Regions from separate parts of the Pan troglodytes genome. Here all the other regions are linked to region 2. The links are chromatin contacts, called in public Hi-C and HiChIP or PLAC-seq maps. All regions are on one chromosome and are shown on one strand. Each heading gives the region's core, a stretch centred on a gene start, on an enhancer-like site or on the middle of the called end of the contact. The rest is flanking DNA. Distances are from core to core; before and after follow the strand shown.

Region 1 (2,907 bases), core at 218-2,717, 870 kb after region 2:
TTTGAAGGCAAGTCAAAACTCATGCCCTATATGAAGCTTTTTCTGACTACTTCCTTTTTCTCTTAGAATTTATTTTTCCTCCTTCTTGACTCCTATACAAAAAATTTTAAAAAGTATTTGCTTCTGTAACATTTTACTGCACTTGTTTTACATGTGTGGGTCCCTTTATTTCATCATAATTATTTTGAAATCAGGGCTGTGGTTTAGTTTTCTTTATATCCTTAAAACCCAGACAGTGTTTGGAATACTGTACATATTTATTAAAAATTGGCTGGATATATTATGTGGAATTTTTTTTTTTTTGAGACAGAGTCTCACTCTGTCACCCAGGCTGGAGTGCAGTGGTGCGATCTTGGCTCACTGCAACCTCTGCCTCCCGGGTTCAAGTGATTCTCCTGCCTCAACCTCCCGAGTAGCTGGGATTACAGGTACCTGCCACCATGTCCAGCTAATTTTTGTACTTTTAGTAGAGACGGAGCTTCACCATGTTGGCCAAGCTGGTCTTGAGCCCCTGACCTCAGGTGATCTGCCCACCTCGGCCTCCCAAAGTGTTGGGATTACAGGCATGAGCCACCGCGCCTGGCCATGGATATTAATTGAACATTCATTCAATGAACTTTTATTGAACACCTGTTATAAGTGTTGGGGATACCAAGCATCTAGTGCATAATTTAGCAAAACAGATAGTTTAAAGAAAATAGTGTTAATACTTACCCATGATATGACAAGTACTTAGCGAATGTATCAATTGAGTGGTTTGATAGATGGGGGAAGTGAGAGGTGATAGGGTGATAGTGGTGGTGAGTTAGAAAAAGTCTCTCACAGGCAGTACTGTTGGAATGATTATTTTCGGTAAGTTTACCAGGTAAATTCTTTGTGGATTAGGTAATGAATTTTATTAACCATTGCATCTTTGAAGCTTAGCACAGAGATTATACTTAGTAATGTAAGTACATTGGTGGAACAAACAGAACCCATAAAACATTTTGGGTTCAGCCTATTGACTTCATTGTATCGGTACAATTTTTCTCCAGGTTGGGAATAGCTGGAGAGAAATTGAGAAATCAAGAAGGATGTTGATGCTTTTTAAAGAGTGTGGATGTATCCTATAGGCAACTGGGCTAGGAGAAGCTTTTAAGCAGGAAAGTTGTAGGACCAACTTTGTTTATTAGGAAGAAAATAGAATTGGAGGGGAAAGAGATCAAAAGTCAGAAAATGTTGGGAGATCATTGCCTGGGTGAGCGATGATGTTGGGTTTTTGTGACAGCAAAAATGGAGAGGAAGGGCTGAATTCTCAGAGTTTTTAAGCCTATAAGATGTAGTGACGATGAGATGAGGGAGGAAAGATGGAGAAAGTGAAAATGAGAACAACAGCGTTTGTTATGAGGCTTGTGGGCAATAACGTATGTGACAGCAATCTATAAACTCAAAATATTGCACACGGTTGTTTTTATTATCTTTTTCTAGTTGCTCTGAGTTTAGATTGAGAAGGTGGCTGTACTTTTGGAGACGTGTTCATATCTAAGGAAGATATCAAATTTCGGATTAGGTTTTTATTTCGGAGACTTTTCAAGGAACATGAGAAGATTATCTGAGAAGATTATCTGCGCAGACAGGCCGAGCGACGGAAAGAACTCAGTTCAGCTCCATCTCAGGAAACACCTGATCTCCACGAGCTTTTGAGGAAGCCCGGAGCCACAGAGCCCCACCCACTTCTTTCCAGACCGCGCCATCCTTCCTCACTCCCGGCCTCCTCTCTAGCCAATCACCGCTCAGTTTAACGTCATCACCGAGCGCCATCAGGGAGCGTGTCAGAGGCCGACCACGTGTACTGTGGAGACTGTCAAAGTCTCCCGGAGCCCAATTTCCGGAAGCGGTGAGTTCTGAAAGAAGTTCCTGCACCGTAGTTTCCCAAGTCTGCGAATCCCCAACCATGAGCGCCTCGGGCGTACTGTCCTTTACCCAGCAAGGATGGGAGCAGGTGCTGGCCAAAGTGAAACGAGCTGTGGTTTACCTGGACGCCGCTTGCGCCGAGAGCCTGCACTGGGGCTGCGGATCCACCCGTCTCCTGGAGGCGGTGGGGGGTCCTGACTGTCACCTGCGAGAGTTCGAGCCCGACGCAATTGGTGGTGGAGCCAAGCAGCCCAAGGCGGTGTTTGTGCTGAGCTGCCTGCTGAAAGGCCGGACCGTGGAGATCCTACGGGACATCATCTGCCGCAGTCACTTCCAGTATTGTGTGGTGGTCACAACCGTGAGCCACGCTGTCCACCTCACAGCTAATCATGTCCCAGCGGCGGCAGCGGCCGAGATGGAGGGGCAGCAGCTGGTGTTCGAGCAGCTGGAGGAGAAGCTGTGTGAATGGATGGGCAACATGAACTACACGGCCGAGGTGTTCCATGTCCCGTTGTTGCTTGCCCCTGTTGCTCCCCACTTTGCCTTGACTCCAGCTTTTGCATCCCTTTTCCCACTGCTACCCCAGGATGTGCACCTCCTTAATAGCGCCCGACCGGACAAGAGGAAGCTGGGAAGCCTGGGTGATGTGGACTCCACTGCGCTAACCCCAGAGCTGCTGCTGCAGATCAGATGCCTAGTGTCAGGCCTCAGTTCTCTGTGTGAACATTTAGGAGTACGGGAGGAGTGTTTTGCTGTAGGTTCCTTAAGTCGGGTCATCGCTGCGGATCTGGCCAATTATGCCCCTGCAAAGAACAGGAAGAAGACTGCTGCAGGCAGGGCATCAGTGGTTTTTGTGGACAGAACCCTGGATCTCACAGGTAAGTGCATTGCTCTGGAGTTCTTCATTACCATTCCCCACATTGCTGGGACTTTCATTGATTCAGCATATATTTTATTGACCTTTTATTATATATCAGATTGAGGATACGAAGATGAACTAGATGGACACGGTCT
Region 2 (2,907 bases), core at 311-2,810:
CGGCAAGTGCCACGCACCCCCGCGCGGAGAAGGGCGCCGGGTAGGGGGTGTCCAGGGCTCGGGTGCCCGGAGGGAGAATATGGCTTACCTCCCACCTTTCTGTCTTACCTGCAAACAAGTTTCCCCAGTTCCAAGTCGTCCCTAACTTCCTCACAAGAAGTTCGGCACCTTCCTGGAGACCTTTCCTCTCTTCCTGCCTGCGGCCAGAACTGAGCGAAAGTAGAGCCCCCGGGCAATGCAGAAATGATTCTACCGAGGAGGAGGCGCGGGAAGACGGGCGGGGGCGGGGGCCACGGCGCACAATGAGGGCCCCTTGGTGTGCGGTTCGAAATTCCTCAAATCCCAGTTGCTGGAATGCGAGGCGACGACGACTTCTTCACTCAGGGCCAAATGTGTTTGTCATTATTCCAGACCGCCCGCCCGCGCCGCCGCTGTCGCCCCCGCGCTAGGGCGTGCAACCCGAGCACACTGCCCGGCAGGCACCCGCTCTCCCTGGCACCTCACTGACCCAACAAACCGCTCCAGAGCGCCCCAAACCCTTGCCCACGCCCGCGCGCCTCTGCTTGTCCCGCAGCCGCCTCACCGCCGCGCCAAATCTGGCCCCGACTCTCACCCAGAGCAGCGCCGTCCAGTAATCACGCGCATTCGGCCGGCTCCCTGTGCTGTAGGCCAACACCGAGGTCCGGTCTCCAGCCGAGCCCTGCCCGCCTCCTGCGCCCCCCTCCACGCTCCCCTCTCCCCACCTCCCCTGGTCCCCCAGCCGCGCTCCACACCATGGGCTGCAGCGCTGTCCCGCCAAACCGCAGGCGAGGAATGAAAACACTCATTTAAAACCTGTCGCCTTCCAGGACCCACTGCCAAGAAGAGGGCAAACACCTCTGCCTCCACCCCCAGTTCCTTGGTGTTCGGCCCAGTATTCACGAACACCACCCCCACTCCCAAAAGAAACCTCAAAAATGTAAGCCTAAACAATTTCTTTGGGAGGCCATAGGGTTGTTAGAAAAACATTGTTTTTAAAAATAGGTCTGGAAAATGTGTGTTTAAAAAAAATACCTAGACTTTATAACTCTATGGTTATCTCCCACCCGTCCCCAAGTGAAGTTTATTCCGAAAAAAAAAAAAATTACTCTCTGGACACACAACTGGAATCCAGCTCCTTTTTTTTTTCTTGTCGCCCAAAGTTTGAAGTTACTTCGCTTTCTCCAGTCCCAGAGTCTGATCAGGGATTTCCCTTATAAACAAAAAATCATTTTTTCTTTTCCCTTACCTTCTCCTCCGATGTTATTCCGCAATGAATGTCCCACACATGGAGTAAAGAGCGTGCCCACGGCCTCCAATGATCTCTTGCAGTCTCCTCCTCTGTTTCTCTCCCTGTAGCTCCAACAGTAATGGGCTCAAAAACCGCGTTTTGTAATTGATTCAATGTTATAGTCCATCCTTCTAAAACTAATCATTTGCTCTAAGTAAATAGCTGTCAGGAAATAAGCCCCCCCCTCAACCTTGGTCTCTTCAAAATAAAAGTTTCTCTCAAACTCCCTGCGCTCCGAATCTCCCAGTGTCCAGATTGCGCCTTCGCTTTTTGCTCTTACGCAATCAGGGGGTCCAGTCCCAACCCCCAGACTTCGACAACAACTGGGGGGCGGGGAGAAGCAGACCAGATGGGATGGGGGGTGGTGGAAGGGGGAGGTGTTGGTGCTCTGCCGGGAAAGAGGTTTTGTGAAACTACAAACAGCCCATCATTTCCAGAATGAGTTTGCCTCCCCATTTTGGGGTTATTTTCTTAGACTGCTATAGTTTTGTATTCTCTTTGAAAAGAAGAAAAGGAACATACAAAATTGCATTTAATACCCAGAGAGAATATAAATCTAGAATCAAGAAATGTCCCTTCTACAAACTCGGCCCAACGAGAAATAGGGCCCTCGGGAGAAATCTCCAAGCGGTTGCGCCGTTTTGAACTAGGGGTCTTTTAGGGGAAGGGCTATATAGTTGCTAGTTATTTAATAGGATTAGGCAAACTGTTGAGTCCAATATGACAATGATGGGTTTTTGTTTTGTGTGGTGTGTGTGTGTGTGTGCGTGTGTGTGTGTGCAAGACTGGGTGGTCTGAAATACGGTACAAAGAAAAGAGGGTCTGTGTAGGTTTGGAACGTTCTCCGACAGAACGACCTTTACTCCCTTGAAGTCACTTATCTGGTCGTGCCTTTGTTTTCGGGGTTATCTGGGCGAGGTTGCCCTGGCTTCTATCTCGCATACAAAAAAAGCTCAAGCTTGGGCGTTTGAGGAATCGTACCACCGCCTCCGCGTCGTGGGGGAGGATGCCTTTTGATTCTCCCTCCGTTCCCTCCCGCCGCGTGGGTCGAACCCTACGAATGCCTTGGAATTGACAGCTGAGCCCCAAACCCTGCGCCCAAGGCGAGAGGCCAGTGTCGGGAGGAAACGATCCTGCCGGCGAGGGAAAGGGGGCGCTGATGCTCCAGGAACCAGACCTGGGCAGAGTGGGGCTTCCCAGCGACAGCGGGGGAGGGGAGCGCGTTCACCTTCATCGCTCTCTGATTTTTGAATTCTCCTGTTGGGGTTGGGGGTCGTCTTTCATCCTTCTCCCTCAACCCCACCCCAACACAGGTACTCTGAAAATGGCCAAAGTGGCCAGGTTGGGACTGGCATGTCCAACAGCCGTCTCCTCCTTCACCAGGAGGGTGGACACAGTGCAGTGGACAGGGGAGAGTCACAGAGAAGTACTCCAACGGGCGCGGTGCTGTCCCTAACCAGGACAGGATCTTGGGGTGTCAGCCTCGAAAACAGGGCGCCTGGGGCTGCGCTGGGGGTCCCATTGCCCCAGCTCTTCTACGCGACCCGCTCTCGTGCATCTTCAGCTTGGGTGACTGCACCGCTCGCTATTACTTCCAC
Region 3 (2,700 bases), core at 165-2,664, 930 kb after region 2:
AACACCTATGCAAGCATTGACCATGGCTTTTATTACCACACTTTTTTAGTAATTTATTTGCTTTTGTATCTGCCTTGTCTTCTAAACTATGCCATTCAAAGCTTTTTAAAAATCTATATCCCAACCAAATACAGGGCTTGGCATGTAGTTTACCTGCTTACTTAAATTAAACTTAAGAATATTAGATGCAGAGTTATAGTGGTGACAGATTTGATCAGATTAAAACAAGTGGAGTATGTTGAGCAGTAATATTAGTTCATTATGGAAAGATACATGATAATAAAAACTATTCAATGAAAGATTATAATGTGTCAGACATTAAACTCAGTGTAAAAATATATCATTCTATTATTCAATATCCAATTCAAATTTGGAAGATATGTCTTATTAGGTATAACTTTAAAACTAAATTAAAATCTTAATAGATGTAACTTTAAAACTAAATTAAAAATGTATTTATTTTTGAACTATTACTAAGTGAATAGTAGGAGAGTGAGTAGGGCTTTAATTGGAGGAAAAAGTCTTTAGAAAGGGACAGAAGTCATCCTTGTTTCTTTGTATTCAGTTTTTAAAACGTTACTACAAATGTGTATACTTGGCTACATGGCAGAGATCTTCCGGAAAGAACACTGCCCTCATTTATAATTTGGACATAGCATGTTGGGTGAGACAGAGGGCTATTGGAGAAGTGAGCCCAGATGAGACCTTGCATATAATGCAGTGCTTCGTGCTGTTATCAACGGTTAATTGTAAAGGTTTTAGTAAGTACCATCCTTCCAACCTAAGGCCCAAAGTGGGATACTTCAGGCCATGGCTACTTAGCATAATTCCTGATTTTCATTTAGTAGGAAGCCTACTAATTAGGAAGTCTGTTGAGTAATTTTTGAATGAAATGCTCATTGCTGATTGCTTTGTTTCTTGGACAAGTATTTAATCTCGAATTGATATAGTGCTTATAATCACTGATAAATCATTTTGAGACTTGCATTTAATTTTGGCTTATATAACATTTATATTACTCTAGTGATGTTGAGTTGAATTCTGAAAGATTTAAGTGCAAAATCTTTGAAAAAATTTATCACATAGTTTTCCCACACTTCTCATCACACAATACAGCTTTTCTTCCCTTTTTTCACTTGATTTTATTGTTTCCTTAATTTCTCAATATTTTCTGCCAATTATGTGAATTAGACATTCTTTAATCCTAATACTTAGAGTTTATCAGTAGGAAAGACTACCTTAATGCTCAAAAATATATTTTAAAAAGTATTTTGCTTTCAACCCTTTCCAGTATCCAGTAGAAATTTATTCTAAAGCTCTTCTTGTGATTTTCCTGCAGTGACACCACAGCCAAAGCCCTATGGGAAGCTTTACTGAACACTAAGCACAAAGAGGCAGTGATGGAAGTTCGGAGACATCTAGTGGAAGCAGCAAGCAGAGAAAACCTGCCAATCAAGATGAGTATGGGTAAGCCTAAACCTAGGACACAGGCAGCCTCTGAGGAAGCTTATTTAAACCTGTTCTGAATTGTGGGCCAACCTAGCCAACATGGAATCTAGGCCAAAGTAGTAACGACTTTTGTATACTGTTGAAAGAATAGGGAAGGAATATGTGCACACTGCCCTTGGGCTCAGCAATGACCACTTTTCTTAGATTCAGCTTTGGGAACTCTCTAGGAGAGTTTTTGCTTACAAAGAATAATTATTTTAGTTTCTTATTGATCTATTTTACAACTGTCAAAATTGGTCTGGACTACCTCTCCTTAATTCTATTCTACCCCTACTCCCTTTTTCCCCCCATTCTTCCCCTATTCCCCCACTTATGGTGGGTAAAAGTTCTCTTATTACTTTCGAATTAGTGACTGAAATGGTACTGAGAAAACAATTGAGCAGTCAGACATGGTCTGGCCTAGTCCCTCACCCTTAGAGTCCTAATTGTCAAGTCACATCAGTGTTATTTCTTCTTCACCAGGAATTACATACCTAATTTTTCTATTTCTCGTTTTTTTTCACATCCAGCTTTGTCTTTGGTATTAGATGAATATGATTGCAATGGAATTTAAGTTTTAAATGGCTTTTTTTCTTTTGATCAAAAAGTCAGAGAACCACAGAACTAATGCGTTGATTTTAGAAAAAAAATTCGGCTTTTAATTTTTTTGTTTTAAAAATTATTAAATAATTTTATTGATACAGAAATATTTAAATATGGATATTGAATCTGGTTAATAGGTAGAATTTGTTTCTGGAAGTTTGCAAAATTTTATTTTTCTCTTTTAAAAATAAGGTTTCTCTCTTATAATCTGTTCTTAGGTATTCAGTAAATATTAGTACATTTTACTGGATAGGAAAATTTTTCTTTGCTGAGATTCATAGGCCAAGTTCTTGATTACACATGGGGGCAAAAATCAAACTAAGTTGAAATAGAACAAAATTTGAAAGTAGCAGAATATGGATGAATCTAGGAAGAAAAATGTTACAGGGTTATAACATGAAAAGAAGATGACTTTTAGTGTATTAGGTAACTATATTTGAGGGCTGCAAGGAACATAATGATGATAAGAAAAGTGAAATAACTAACCATTATTGAGAACTTACAGTATGCTAGGTCTTTGGACTGTTTATATGTGTTATCTTATTTCATTCTTAAGAGTAATTCTATGAAACAGATACTATTAGTATCCCATTTTGCAGGTAGGGAAAC

Evidence for each region. A called contact is a pair of places that touch in the nucleus more often than the background predicts. HiChIP or PLAC-seq counts read pairs in DNA pulled down with a chosen protein or histone mark.
Region 1: a contact with region 2 is called in an H3K4me3 HiChIP or PLAC-seq map of stem cell-derived excitatory neurons, with 11 times the contacts expected there. The contact joins the promoter of SCFD2 here to the promoter of PDGFRA in region 2. A contact is called at or near these places in 1 of 7 Hi-C or Micro-C datasets (stem cell-derived neural progenitor cells) and 1 of 1 datasets of contacts at active chromatin or transcription factors (stem cell-derived excitatory neurons).
Region 3: a Hi-C map of stem cell-derived neural progenitor cells shows a contact between it and region 2, with 7 times the contacts expected there. The contact joins the enhancer-like site here to the promoter of PDGFRA in region 2. A contact is called at or near these places in 1 of 7 Hi-C or Micro-C datasets (stem cell-derived neural progenitor cells) and 1 of 1 datasets of contacts at active chromatin or transcription factors (stem cell-derived excitatory neurons).

Annotation. Positions count from the first base shown.
Region 1 is chr3:76,494,530-76,497,436 of NHGRI_mPanTro3-v2.0_pri, forward strand. SCFD2 (sec1 family domain containing 2) reads left to right here and starts at 1,468. Exons shown (of 9, transcript XM_001148032.6): 1 at 1,468-2,771. The coding sequence starts at 1,934.
Region 2 is chr3:75,626,002-75,628,908 of NHGRI_mPanTro3-v2.0_pri, forward strand. It overlaps PDGFRA (platelet derived growth factor receptor alpha), which reads right to left and starts at 1,561. Exons shown (of 23, transcript XM_024356152.3): 1 at 1,268-1,561.
Region 3 is chr3:76,561,112-76,563,811 of NHGRI_mPanTro3-v2.0_pri, forward strand. SCFD2 (sec1 family domain containing 2) reads left to right here. Exons shown (of 9, transcript XM_001148032.6): 3 at 1,340-1,467. Among named protein-coding and RNA genes, the nearest start is that of SCFD2, 66 kb to the left of the region's middle. Within about 2 kb of position 1,415, at least 1 of the 24 cell types and tissues checked has an H3K27ac peak or open chromatin away from gene starts, as enhancers often do. A contact at or near this core is called in stem cell-derived neural progenitor cells, where this site is marked.